4 separate regions of the Mus musculus genome follow, and regions 2, 3 and 4 are each linked to region 1. The links are chromatin contacts, called in public HiChIP or PLAC-seq and Micro-C maps. All regions are on one chromosome and are shown on one strand. The core of a region is the stretch at or near the end of the contact, and the rest is flanking DNA. Distances in the headings are between cores, read along the strand shown.

What was found. A called contact is a pair of places that touch in the nucleus more often than the background predicts. HiChIP or PLAC-seq counts read pairs in DNA pulled down with a chosen protein or histone mark.
Region 2: a contact with region 1 is called in a Micro-C map of the HL-1 cell line, with 1.9 times the contacts expected there. The contact joins two enhancer-like sites. A contact is called at or near these places in 1 of 15 datasets of contacts at CTCF or cohesin (large pre-B cells) and 2 of 484 Hi-C or Micro-C datasets (B cells and the HL-1 cell line).
Region 3: a FOXA1 HiChIP or PLAC-seq map of pancreatic cancer cells shows a contact between it and region 1. The contact joins two enhancer-like sites.
Region 4: a contact with region 1 is called in a FOXA1 HiChIP or PLAC-seq map of pancreatic cancer cells. The contact joins two enhancer-like sites. A contact is called at or near these places in 1 of 15 datasets of contacts at CTCF or cohesin (pro-B cells) and 1 of 115 datasets of contacts at active chromatin or transcription factors (pancreatic cancer cells).

What each region holds. Positions count from the first base shown.
Region 1 is chr1:184,259,294-184,262,606 of GRCm38.p6, forward strand. No RefSeq gene overlaps it. Among named protein-coding and RNA genes, the nearest start is that of Gm34177, 68 kb to the right of the region's middle. Within about 2 kb of position 1,623, at least 82 of the 459 cell types and tissues checked have an H3K27ac peak or open chromatin away from gene starts, as enhancers often do. A contact at or near this core is called in the HL-1 cell line and pancreatic cancer cells, where this site is marked.
Region 2 is chr1:183,572,114-183,575,426 of GRCm38.p6, forward strand. No RefSeq gene overlaps it. Among named protein-coding and RNA genes, the nearest start is that of Gm33973, 20 kb to the left of the region's middle. Within about 2 kb of position 1,713, at least 73 of the 459 cell types and tissues checked have an H3K27ac peak or open chromatin away from gene starts, as enhancers often do. A contact at or near this core is called in the HL-1 cell line, where this site is marked.
Region 3 is chr1:184,910,396-184,913,708 of GRCm38.p6, forward strand. It overlaps Mark1 (MAP/microtubule affinity regulating kinase 1), which reads right to left. Exons shown (of 18, transcript NM_145515.2): 12 at 2,087-2,240; 13 at 1,601-1,794. Among named protein-coding and RNA genes, the nearest start is that of C130074G19Rik, 29 kb to the left of the region's middle. Within about 2 kb of position 1,641, at least 37 of the 459 cell types and tissues checked have an H3K27ac peak or open chromatin away from gene starts, as enhancers often do. A contact at or near this core is called in pancreatic cancer cells, where this site is marked.
Region 4 is chr1:183,657,154-183,660,466 of GRCm38.p6, forward strand. The region is part of intron 2 of Gm39724 (a long non-coding RNA gene); the gene reads left to right. Among named protein-coding and RNA genes, the nearest start is that of Gm39724, 27 kb to the left of the region's middle. Within about 2 kb of position 1,653, at least 8 of the 459 cell types and tissues checked have an H3K27ac peak or open chromatin away from gene starts, as enhancers often do. A contact at or near this core is called in pancreatic cancer cells, where this site is marked.

The DNA.
Region 1 (3,313 bases), core at 373-2,872:
CAGTAACGACACTGTCGTCAAGAGATGATAGAGAATAAATACACGTAGATTTACTGCTACCAAGACCCCTGCCCTCACTAACCCAGTTAAAAACAAACAAAACGATCTCTTGCCTAAGGAATGGTGCCACCCAGAGTGGACTGAGTCTTCTCACATCAACTAACAGTCAAGACACTCTCCCATAGATTTACTTGCAAACGACCTTGCTCTAGCTAATCCTTCACCAAGACTCTCTTCCTGGATGGTCCCAGGTTGTGTCAAGTTGACAGTTAGAACTAACCATCAAAGTTCCTCAGACATTCACTATGGGCCAGCCAAAGTTGATCATAACAATTTCTGTTCACTGTTTCCTGCCTTGTGTCAAGTGGGTTGCATATGTTGTCATTACCTGCAACAAAGCCACAAAGTGTAATCTCTCTTCATTTCGCTCGGGATGAACGGAGCCCACGGGGACAAGGTAGGGTTTGGGTTTTGAGTTCCTCTACTATGCATGTTTTTCCTTTTCTACTTTTTTAACTTCTAAAAGACACACAGCCACCTCTATTTGTAAGAACACCGTTGAGTGACGTCACACACTTAGAAGGTCTCATGTGTCACTATCCTGCACCTTTACAACCTTTGTCTCTCATAAATCCAAACCCCGACACCACTAAACAGGAACCACCCTTTCTGTTCTCCTCCTAGGCCCCCAGGAGGCACGCACAGCGTATTACAAATTTCCCTTGCTCTCAGAAGCTGAATAACGCTTGGCTTTCTTTATCTGCCCATCTATCAGTTTGTACTTGAGTCGAGTCTGTGGTGTTTTTAGCTATGCGAAACACTGATGTAGAAATGTTCCCCTGAGAGCCTGTTTCCGGTCCTTTTTAGAATGGACTCAGATGCTCCACTGTTCGAACCCTAGAGCCTCCTCACTGGCCCTTTGCTTTGCTGCTGTCAAGATCTTTTCTTTGCTGCCCAGGTTTCCTTTCTTGTCCTACTTTAGTTCCCTGCAGGATAAAATTCTGTTTGCCCCATAAGTCTCTCTGGTTGGCTCTTAGTTCAGTCCCTTGCACACAGTAGGCACTCAATAACTAATGACTAACTAGATAAATGCTCACTGTATCCCTGGTGCAAAGTCTTATGGTGGTAGGAGACACACATGACCTCGAGTCTGAAGATGGTGGAGAGTTTAGAAGAAGCTTGCTAAACAAAGGAAGCCCTCCTGTCTTCTAGAATAGGAAGTATACAGGGCTCTATACTTCCTGGGGCTTCTTCCAAGACCCCATGGCACCTGGATCAAGAGTCAAGACTGAGCATGCTGGAGAGTTGTCCAAGCTAGGTCAACTCCAATTTGGCAGAAATAGGCCTACAGCTTTTTCTCTGGGGTTCTTTCTCCCAACATCACACATGGATGCTAATTAGTCAGGCACGCCTTGATGCAGAACACTTGTGACCCAGGGAATTGGAGGGAGAAGCTGAAAGGGCAGCTGTGAAACAGCAGGGGCAAGGGAAGGGGAAGGGGAAGAGACTAGAAGCTGCTCTCCAGAAATAAATGCAAGTGAAATCAGGTCCAGTGAGAAGCAACTGGAGAAACAAGCCTGGTAGTCTCACAGCTGGGTGCCTTTGCTTAAAATACCCAGCCCTCACTTTAGGAAAGTCCCTTCCACACAGGAACATGCTGTGCTGAGAGATCTCAGAGGCTGAACCCCCTAGTGAAATGCTGACTTCAACTTTCGTTTTCACCCTGACAGGCACAGAAGTAACTTCTAAGCAAGGGCCTTGATTGTCATAAATTCACACCAGGTTGTGGTGCTGGCTTCTGTCTCACAGATGGGGAAACTGAGGCCCGGCTTAATGTAGCAATCTGCTTTCCTAGCATTCTCGGTATTTCCATCCAGATCAGGGCTCTGGATTTGGACTGTGTTCCCTGGGAAATGACCAGCGTGGTCTCCATGGTGCTGCAAACACACCCATTGAGTGGCTGCCTGGTGGCTTAGCGTGGCAGATGCGTGCTCTTCTCCCAGATCTGCCCTGGCATCCCTGGTATTTCCTGTAGATACCATCAAGAGGACATGCCATAGGCTTTGGTTTCAAAGACCAATGAAATAGGACGTGACCCATCGCCATGACTCACTTTTAGGGACTTTCTCCTGAGGAGAGCCACACAAATAGCCTGGTGACAGACTCTACTCATGTTGGTAGAGCACACACCCTGCTTCCCAATGGCTGGAAGGCAGCTGCACTAATGAACACACATTCATTAACAGAACGCAGCACTGTAAAGGCCCGTGAGGATTAAAGTGCTCTGGTGCCAGCTGTCATTCACTTACTGCTTCGTGAGGGATGCATCAGAATGCTATCCATGTAAGAGGAATTGCACACAGATCCTATTCCAGTCTGCCTATAGTCTAGCGAATGCCATTATCCGATTGGAAGTAACAGTTTGCTCAAAGTGAAGCAACACAGTTGCAAAGTCACAACAGAAGACACATTCCTACTTGGTCCAGCTGGCATCTACCTGCTCACAGGCCCCAGGGACCAGGCTTCTTTCTCATCCAAATCCCTGCCTTTCAATCACACAGGCCCCATCTACTGTCTGTCTCACCTCCCTGCCCCGTGTCAAGACCTCTTCCCAAGTCATCATCAGACCCACGGGCCTCACACGTCCCTCTCGGCTCCTGCTCACGCATGCTGTGTTAGTGACAGGGTATCATCAGTCTGACCGAGAAGCTGACTCTGAGTGTCCAGGTCTGTGAGAATGCCTGATTTCCCTTCCCTGTGAGGTACAGTCCTACAGATTTCAATAAGATGTATCATGGCCACACCTGGGGTCCAGCATGGTGGCAGCACCTCTTTGGTATTGTCCTTCATGGCCACATCTCTCCTGTACCTGCAGTTCACGACTGTCACTGTTCTCATAGCACGTTACAGCTTGAGACTGGCTCCTTTTACCCCCAGCATTTATGTGCAGTGCAGGCTGCCTTCTTTCTACTGAAGGACATTTGAGTTGTATACAGCTACCTCGAACATATTGGTTATGCAAACATACCTTTTCATGCTCGCAGGCCTGAGATACCTAGAGAGTGTGTTTAATTTTATAAAGCCATCACCACAGTTTACAAGTCCAGCAATGATGGATGTGGGTTCCTCCTACATCTCACCCCCTTCCCAACACTGCATTTCAGTTTTGAGGTGGGGTGGTGCTGATGACAGAATCTAAAACTCACGCATGCTAAGCATGTATCATTGAGTGATCTTCAAGCCCTAACTGCATTTATGTGTGTTAGACATTTTTTAAAAAATCTGCTTATTTATTTACATCCCAAATGCTGAC
Region 2 (3,313 bases), core at 463-2,962, 690 kb before region 1:
TAACACCTACTCCAACAAGGTCACTTCTAATAGTGCCACTGCCTGGGCTAAGCATACTCAAACCCCTACAGGCATGGAAAATCCACCTTAACCCTTAACATTGCAGAGATAGCCAATGCATTCTAAACCTCTGCAAATTCTGAGAACCACCCCCTTCTTTAAAAAAGGTAGGTGTGTGTGTGTGTGAGTGTGTGTGTATGTGTGTGAGCATACAAGTGAAGGGTTGCCTGAGGAAGCCAGAATAGGATGTAGGATTCCAGAAGTTGTAGTTACAAGTGATTGTGAACAATGCAAAGTTGATGCTGAGGTCTGAACACTGCTTCTCCATGAGAGCAGCGAGTGCTTCTAACCGCTGGGCCATCTCTCCAGCCCCATGTAGTCTTTCTTTGCTAGATTTTGGAGTTCATATTACTTTCACTGCACAGGCAGCCTATGAAGGGTTTTAAATGATTGAAGTATAACTCAAAACCAGTAGTTCTTAACCTATGGGTCATGACCCCTCTTTGGGGGTTGCATATCAGATATCCTGCATATCAGATATTTACATTATGATTTACAACAGTAGCAAAATTATAGTTATGAAGTAGCAACAAAACAATTTTATGGTTGGGGGGTCACCACAATATGAGAAACTGTATTAAAGGGTGGCAGCATTTGGATGGTTAAGAACCACTGCTCAAAACCATCTCTCTGGCTTTGCAAAGCTGCAGCTTCTCTACCCAAGTTTCTCCCATGTAATATCACTGGCTTTTCAACTGGCCCTCAGATCCTGCCTGGTCCATATGCAGGCAGCTCTCAGCCTCAACCATTGGCTCTGAGGCATCATATTTCTCCTCTGTTGCTCTTTGGCCCACTGGGCTTACAGGTCACCGAGACTAACTGAATGACAGCCTTGTTCAGATTTGTGGATATAAGCCATCTAGCCAATTGGAATCATTTGGAGCTGAGAAATAATGTTTTTTCCTTCACAGACTTTTCTTTCCTAATAGTTGCAAGTCACTCTTGACTGACATTAGCATCTTGACTCCACTGGTACATTAAAACGGTAACCTCGGCACCTCCTTAAGCTATAGTAAGAGAAGCAGACATTGCTGTTATTGGATCAAATTTATTTTGTGGAGATGAATTTAGAATGTAGAGGGATTAGAAGGTGTGAGGGAGGATACTGCTTCAGCTCTCTCTTCTGAACTCCCTTTAAGCCAAAAGGAAGCCTCTCTGAGAAGCCCCTCATTGCCCTCATGACTGGGAGCATCTTTCCCCTGAGGAGAGGCTGAGGTGACCATGCCCTCCTTATCTGCTGGGAGCATCTTTCTCCTGAGGAGAGGCCGAGGTGACCATGCCCTCCTTATCTGCAGTCTTTTCTGCTCTCAATGTTTCACTTGCTTTCTCTGTCAAAAGGCTCACAGCGACCCATCCCTACCCCTCCCTATGAAGAGAAGAAAAGTGTGAGGTTCTACTCTTCTTTAACATCTTAGAAGAAGCCATATCAGCAGAATAAATCCACATCTGCCTCTCTCTGTTACAGGGCTTTGTAGCCACAATGGTTCCCATGTATGACCAAGCTGGCTACCCCTGCGTGTGGGAAGGCAGTGGAGAAATTTCTGGTCAAAAAGTACTCCTGAGAGAGTGAGCAGATTGACTGCAAGGGGAGGTGAGTCAGAGCTGATTGCCACGATATGAGCCATCCCTCAGGTCATATTCCTTCAGTCATAAATGGAGGCTGGAACACACTGGTTGGGGTTACCTAATGGTAGTCTATTTTGGTTGCTGAATGAGCAACGCCTAGGCAGATTGTGACTCACTTTGGGATTCATCCAGATGTGATGCTTTAGGGTACATGGTAGGACTAGCTGTGATGGAAATTCTAACTGTGGATGCCTCACTGAAATGTTAATTTGGTCAGCCCTCTATGCTACAGGCTACAGCGGGTCTCTTGTAGATGCCTCTGAGGAGCATCTGTGGTTCTTTGTGTCAATGTGCGCAGAGGATTAACTCGGACATAATGGGACCTTTGTTTTCACCAATGCTCGTAAAGAACAACTGCCTTGAGCAAATGAAAATGTATGTGGCGATTTTGTGCGTTTCTAGTAATGACTGTGGCTGGACAGAGGGTTCTTAGAGGTGGCCATGATGTCCCTGCAGGTCAGGGATGACTTTTGGATGATTAATGAAAATCTCTGTAACCAGGATGCTGGCTCTGGGGAGATAAAGGAGAGAGTGATGGTGCAGGCTCTGGGGAGTTCAAAGTGCTTGAAAAGGTGTGGCTCTCTCCAGGGCCAGGTGCCAGGGAACCTGACTGGTTCCAAGGAGCTACAGTCATTTCAGGGAAGCATGAGCAAGGCCAGCTGCTCTGAAGTGGGCAGAAGACAGTCAGAATATGAATGCTCCCTCCTCATGGGTCCTCCTGGAGCCTCTGGCCATTCTGACTGGGACAGGGGACACTGCCCTCTCAATACCTTGTCTCGTCACTGTATGGTCCCTTTCCTCCAGTTTCACCCCGTCTTTGCCCTGTTCTTGACACAGGGTCCTTAGGATACTACCTGCTTGGCCATTAGCTCTTTTCAGTCTCTGAGAAATTAAATCCCTTTGCAGATCGCTAGGCAAGATTCCACACTCCAGCAACGCCCCTCCTCCCTTACCCTCATCACTGGGTAAGTAAAGCCCTTAGGTGATTTCTATGCTTGGTCTGACCTAACACTTGGTACTACAGCAACCGTGGTTGCTCTTTGAATTTCCCCTTGCCATCTCTGTAACACACTCGAGAGTTTGCATGAGGAATCTGAGTTTTGGGAGATTTATTTTGCAAAGACCAACTCCCTATGTCAGGGTCAAAGGAATCCTGACTCTCAGGGCTTGGAGCCTGGGTCTCTATCTACTGACAGGCAGTAGCTTTGCTTGGGATCCAGTGAAGAGTCAAAGTCCTCAGACAGCCTGTGCCTTGGTTATAGTGAGCGCGGGGGAGGAGCCTGGGATAGGCTGACTTGTGTTCTGCCTTGGCAGCTCTCTAGAAGTGTCTTCACGGGTGAGATATGAACAGAGCGGGTGGTAACTTCCAGAGCCGGACTGAACAGAATGGGCTCCTACTGCAGGCACTGTATTGATCACTTTTCTGCTGCTCTGATAAAACACCATGATGGGGCAACGCAAGGAAGATAGTTTATTTTGGCTTATGGTTCCCAAGGGATAAGAGTCCCTCATGTTGAGATAGTATGGCGCCAAACAAAGGGTACGGTGGAAGAAGCAGGTTGCTGAGAGCTCACACATATCAACCACAGACTCTAAGTGGAGAGAGAGGAAACTGGAAGTGCCAGGA
Region 3 (3,313 bases), core at 391-2,890, 650 kb after region 1:
AGTAAGTACTGAAAAAAATAAGTATTTTTATCATTTCCAAGTAGATGAGGTAGAAGAGGGCAAACAGTCATGCCACCATTATCTATTTTCATTTTCTGTGTATGCACACTTTGCCTGCATGCACGTAGGTATATCACATGGAGGCCAGAGGTGGCTGTTGGAGCCCCTGAGCTGGAGTTCTGGCTGTGCGCCACCATATGGAACCAAACCAGGTCTTCTGTAAGAGTGCGTGCTCTTGATCACTGAGCCATCCCTGCAGACTTGATATACTTCCCACGTGGAAAGTGGCATGCACATCTACTTTTTAGACTAGGAAGTGCTAAGCTGATTATATATTTGAAAAAAGTATTGTCTCAATTACCACACAGAATACTGGCACCAGAAACCATACCGTTTGAGAGGAAGGTGTGTTGGTGGGTGATGGGTGTGCATGTGTGTGTGTGTGTACATGTGTAGAGATCAGAGGACAATTTTCTCACTCTGGGGTCCCAGATGAAACTCAAGTTTGTCAGGCATGGCGGCAAGCATCCTTATCCACTGAGCCATCTTCCTGGCCCTTGCTAAGTTACTGGATTACTTTTAGCTTCTATATTTTACAGCAACATGTTATCTTCTCTTCTTGTGAGGATACCCTAAGTAGTGCAGTGTTTTAAATAGTCAATGCGTAGCCAAACAGCTGACACATTTTATGCCTAAGAATATAGTTAGCATGTTTAGATATAAAATTCTAGGCCTAAAGTGTTTTTCTCCTTCTCCAACAGTTTCGAAATGCGACTGCATCTTCTAATATGCAAACTGTTGATGAAATATCGGAAAGTAACTTAACTCTGCTCCTTCATGGCCGTCAGCTCTCCTACCGACAAGGCTAACCACTCCTCACCTTGCTTTCTGTCCTCACTCACCTCCAGATTTCACCCACCCTGTCCTCACTCACCTCCAGATTTCACCCACCCTGTCCTCACTCACCTCCAGATTTCACCCACCCTGTTCTCACTCACCCCCTGCCCCCCACACACACTTTTTAATCTTTCTTCTTCCTGCTATCTTACAGGACACTACTGTGGCCTCTCTTCTGGTGCCTGATTTAATTTCTAGAGTGTGGCATTTTAGGAGACCTCACAGGAGGAAAGCTGGCAAATTTTTAATGAGTCTGCCCTTAGACAGCAGTTTACCTGTAAATGTAAGATTAAATTCACCAATTTATATCAAATAAATATCACAAAAGCAGGACAAAAGGAGCAGGGATATAGTGTAGCACTCTGAAGAGAGGCTATGCTTTGCTGAGGAACGGGAGCTGGGAGCAGGCCTCTCGCCTAGACTCCAGCGCTGAGAGGCTGAGGTAGGACTGCTGTTGCTGTGAGTTCCAGGACAGCCTGGGCTATCCAGTGAAACTGCCTTCCAAACAAGGACAATGACAACAACACAGAATTCTCTGCAATGTTTCTTCTATTACATTCACAAGATGTCTGCCTGCCCCCCTTCTCATGGTTTTTAAATTATGATTCACTTTGAACCATTTAAAAAGACAAAAGACAAGATTTTATAAAAAAAACTTCTGACACATGAGTGTAAGTGTTGACACAGGAGAGCTCTGACTCACACTTGGGCTCGCTGTGGACTTTTTCCTGTCTGGCCCCACCAAGGGGCTGGCTGTGACTTCGCTCTTTGATCCCACTGTGGTGCTGCCAAGTCTGCGGGCTGTGTCTTTGCCCCACTCCTCCTTCTGTTCACTCTCCACGCTGTTGGCCTGAGGCCTCTTGGTGTATGAGACGGCAGGGGGGATGGAGGGGCCGGCTGCAATGTGTACAAACAGCAAGGTTAGCTGGGAAAGAACTCATATACTTCCTGCCAATAGAACCCTCCTATGCTAACAACATCCACACTGTGTGCTTTACACTCGCCACTAAGATTAAATCGATTATAGGAGAAATTAAGTTGGTTCAGGTCCCACAGAAGAGACCCTATGATCGGTCAGTCACCCAGCGATGCCCGTCTGAGAAGGCCCCGGGAGAGAGGACATGAGAGCATGCTGGGCAGCGCACACTAGGCAGGGCCAGAATGCCCCCTTCTTAGACTTGCTCCCCACCGTGGTCGCTGAAGCGCCTCTGCTTCTGGTTGGCCGAGATGCTCCGCTGGACCTTCAGGTGAGCAGGCGACTGAAGGGTGCTGTTGTTCAGGTCGCTGCTCGGCCGCGACCGCTGGCACAAGCTCCCACTGGACAGTGACTCACCACCTTCGAACTGTGAGAAGAGAGGTCACAAAACGATTCCATGTTGTATGAGGAACAATCAAAACTAAAAAGAGACTTCAAACATGGCAACTGCACAGCAGACATGTTCCACACACCAGGTTACTTGTCTAACCATTGCCTCAAACACGGGATGCATTAACATGCGTCTCCAGGTGGAAAAACCAAGGTCAAGGACACCATGGGTATTCAGGCAGGATGAAATCTAAAGCCTTACACACACACACACACACACACACACACACACACACACACACACGTGTGTGTGTGTGTGTGTATACATGTACAGGTATGTATGTGCACACAGGGGCTATTAAGCATATTTTACAATTGCAACTAAAATTACACTGTTTTGTTTGCTTTTCCGCACTTACAAAACACACTTTATTCTGTTGGCTCTGATTAGAAAATGACTTCCTTCAGCCCTGACCATGGTAAGCTTACAGACACAAGCTCTCTGCAGTCTGCAGCCGTGTGCTGCTGTGAAGCTCTGAGTGAACCCTGGCACTGCGGTGGGATTCGGGACTGGCACTGTTCACTACAGCAGCAGCGTGCGCAGTGACCCATTAGCAGCTATTGTAAGGCAGGGTCAAGGTTTAACATATTAAACCTTTTCAATGAATGACCCCAAGAGCTGAGTGTTACTATCCACATTTTACAGACAGGAAAACTGAGGCTCAGAGGATGAAGTGCACAGTTAATGGCTCTGGTAGGGGCTGTGAACCTGACCTTTCCAGTCATAGTAGCTTCAACAGTTTACTTCCAATGTAATTCATATTTGATTTTAGTATATGCCTGGACTTTGTATTTGCATTAATAAGAAATTAAAGTGCCCAGTGGTCATTTGAAGTCCAAGGAGAACAGTCAAAAGAGGCTAGAAATAACTATTTGAGCCATTCCCTGAGTCTCTTGACTAGGTCTCTCTGATAGGTCACCTTATACATGCAGGCATCTGTGAGAAATCAGGGCTTATCCCACTTCCCCTGGTCACCAAGTGTCATGCCACGTGCACCTCCTAGGTGAATGTCACCCTAGCTGCTGTAGGTGCCAGCTCTCCCATAGTCT
Region 4 (3,313 bases), core at 403-2,902, 600 kb before region 1:
GGAATCTTGTGTAGACAAGAAGCAGCTCTTCAAGTGCCCTCTCTGGATGTTCTCAGGGAGCAGCAGCAGTAGGCAGCCAGAAGTGGTAGCAAGTGGCGCCCTCTAGTGTTAGGTCCCCATATGGGCCTCTTGCGCATCAGCATTTAGGATCACAAGTGTTACAGATTTGCTGTAGGCCTTAGGCTCTTGGCACCCTTAGCCTTTGGCAGTGACCTATGATAGAACTCTGAGCCTGAGGTATGAGAGCCATGGCACTCTGGGAATCCGGAGATCATGCCATGCAGTTTCTCTTTTCTGGCTTTCTATTCCTCTTTACTCTCGGCTCTCTTGTCAGCAGTCCAGTTCTGCCAACCTTTATCCTACCCTGCCTTACTTCAATGGCTCAACTGCCTCTTCTTTAGCCGTCGGTCAGCTAAGCTGGCCTTGCTGTGTTTGCAGCTAGGGCACATTGTGACTTCATGTCTATTTCTGATGTCTACTTCCTGCCGTGATTGCTCCTGGGCTGTTTGGCCGACCACTTGGCTCCTTCCATAACCCAGTTAGACTGGAGTAACTTGGGAGTAACAAACTCTACCAGGACTGACTGGGGCACCTGATCAGGCAGGCCCCTTGGGAGCTGGGAACCTGCTGTGTCTTCAGCTGAGATGCAGCTGGCTGCCATGTTGCTTTCACGGCTGCCATGCCAGCTCCCTGGCTTTCTGGGTCACTTCTCTTCTGATGTTGCCACCATACTCAGCCATCTTTCTTCTTGTTACCAGCTCAGCCCACGCTACTGGAAGTAAGCAAGAGAAAAGCATCCTAGAGATTCATTAGGCTAAAGCTTTAACACCAAGGCAGGCAGCAGCAGTGAGTGTCTCCTAGCGAAATAACCAACCGGGCATTAGCAATCTGCTTATATAGCCCAGGAAAGAGTTTTGAACTGATTACAGCCACTCTGGACCAGTCACAGCTGGTTTTTACCTATCACAGATGTTTGTTTGAGTTGATCACAGCCTGGCTTCTGAACATCAGTGACAGTCACTGAGGTTTGCGTTTTAGATCCATCCCAGCCTTCTTTCTTAGCCCTGTCATAGCAGTTCATCAGCTAGACTGTCGGAGGAGGCGTTCCCCTCTCTGCTCAGGGTAGGCTAGAGTTCATAGGTGGTCATGATATCAAAGGCCAGGAATAAACTATTTCAAATAGTCCCTGCTGAGGCTGTGCCTTCGAGAATCACACAGTAGGCTAGGCTCATGTGTTCTCGACTTAATGTGGAGAGTGTTCAAGATGGCGCGGGCTGGCAGAAAGGTAGTCTGGCCAGCTGAGGAATGATAATCCTGTTGTTCAAGGCAGTCAAGGTCTGCAAAGAAGAGGCCAACAGATGCCTTCCCCACACTTTGCTACTCATAGGAAAATGAACATGCCGTTGGCCCAAGTAGTGTCTTTGATCAATTTTAGCTGGACTTTCTGGGTGGTGTCCAATCATCCCATGTTCTGTCTCAGAGAGGTAGATGCTTACTGCGCGTTCCTGGTATAGAGTCAGGGTTGACCTGGCCAGTTATTGACCGAAACTTCCACTCCAGTGAATTGTCTAGTGAGTCACTTCCTCTCTGCATTGTTAATTGTCTATGACAAGAGCTAGAATGTGTAAAAGGGACCTGTGTCCTACAGTGACATCAGTGCTAACCATATCCGTGTCACCTGAACACTACTAGGAATGCTAGTTACCCAGGCAGAGCCTGGGTCTACAGATCAGAAACAAGAGTGTCCCTGACACCTAGTGTTTGAAGGGTTTATTGTTCTACTATCAACAGGAAATAGATCCATTGAAGGCTGGCCTCAGGGAAATGTATTTCTGTCATGGATATCTATAGGAGGCTAGGAAGGGTCAGGGGTACAGAGAGCTCCTCAGGGCCTTGGCGATAGTGGATGAGCCGTCCTTGCACTGAGCTGTGTCTCTCTGAAGTTCAGACTTGCTTATTTGATCTGACCTTGGAACTTTGACCGTTGGGAGCAGCATCTGGATTTTCTTTGCAGACAAATACGTTTACTTTTCTGTAAGTTAATTTGTTTGAAGTGAGGAGAGGGCACGACAGAAGCTTCTGTAGAACCTAGAGTGCCACGTGAGAGGGATGGACCACTGCCATGTGAGAGTGACAGGCCACTGAGGGCCACAAGTGTGACCCTGAGTGGGCTTAAGACAGGCTCCCTCCTGGGAATCCTTGCCCTTCTCACTGAGTGGCCAGGCTGCTGCAGGAGGTAAGCTCAGATCAGAGCAGGCTTTCTCAGAAGGTGGTGGCATTGTCCCCAAATAGCTGGGGATTCCTCAGTGCCCCGTGCCTGACTCAGGGTCAGACATGAACTCATCACATTGTATTTGTCTGTTCATCTTACACCTCAACTAGATTGATTTCCTTCTGCTAGGGACTGTGCTTGCTCTGCCTCTATCTATCTATCTATCTATCTATCTATCTATCTATCTATCTATCTATCTATCCATAATCTATCATTTATCTATCCATCTATGTATTTATGTATCCATCCTCTATCTATCTATCTATCTATCTATCTATCTATCTATCTATCCATAATCTATCATCTATCCATCTATGTATTTATGTATCTATGTATCCATCCTCTATCTATCCATAATCTATCTATCTATCTATCTATCTATCTATCTATCTATCTATCTATCTATCTATCTATAAATAATCTACCCATAATCTATCATCTATCTATCCATCTATGTATTTATGTATCTATGTATCCATCCTCTATCCATCTATTATCTATCTATCTATCTATCTATCTATCTATCTATCTATAAATAATCTACCCATAATCTATCATCTATCTATCCATCTATGTATTTATGTATCTATGTATCCATCCTCTATCCATCTATTATCTATCTATCTATCTATCTATCTATCTATCTGTCATCTATCTACCTATCTCTCTCTATATCTCTCTATCTCTTTCTTTCTATCTCTCTCTCTATCCATAATCTATCTATGTATACACCATCTATCTATCTATCTATCTATCTATCTATCTATCTATCTATCTACCACCTATCTATCCATCCATGTATTTATGTATCCATCCTCTATCCATCTATTTATTATCTGTCTATCCATAATCTATGTATCTATGTATGCACTATCTCTCTCTTATCTCATCTATCTATCTATCTATCTATCTATCTATCTATCTATCTATCTATCTATCCATCTATCTACTTATAGCTCCTGTTCCTGAGTTTTAGCCTTGACATGTATTCAGCTATTTGATAACCCCTGGCTGACTTATGAATAAGTGAAATCATAAACG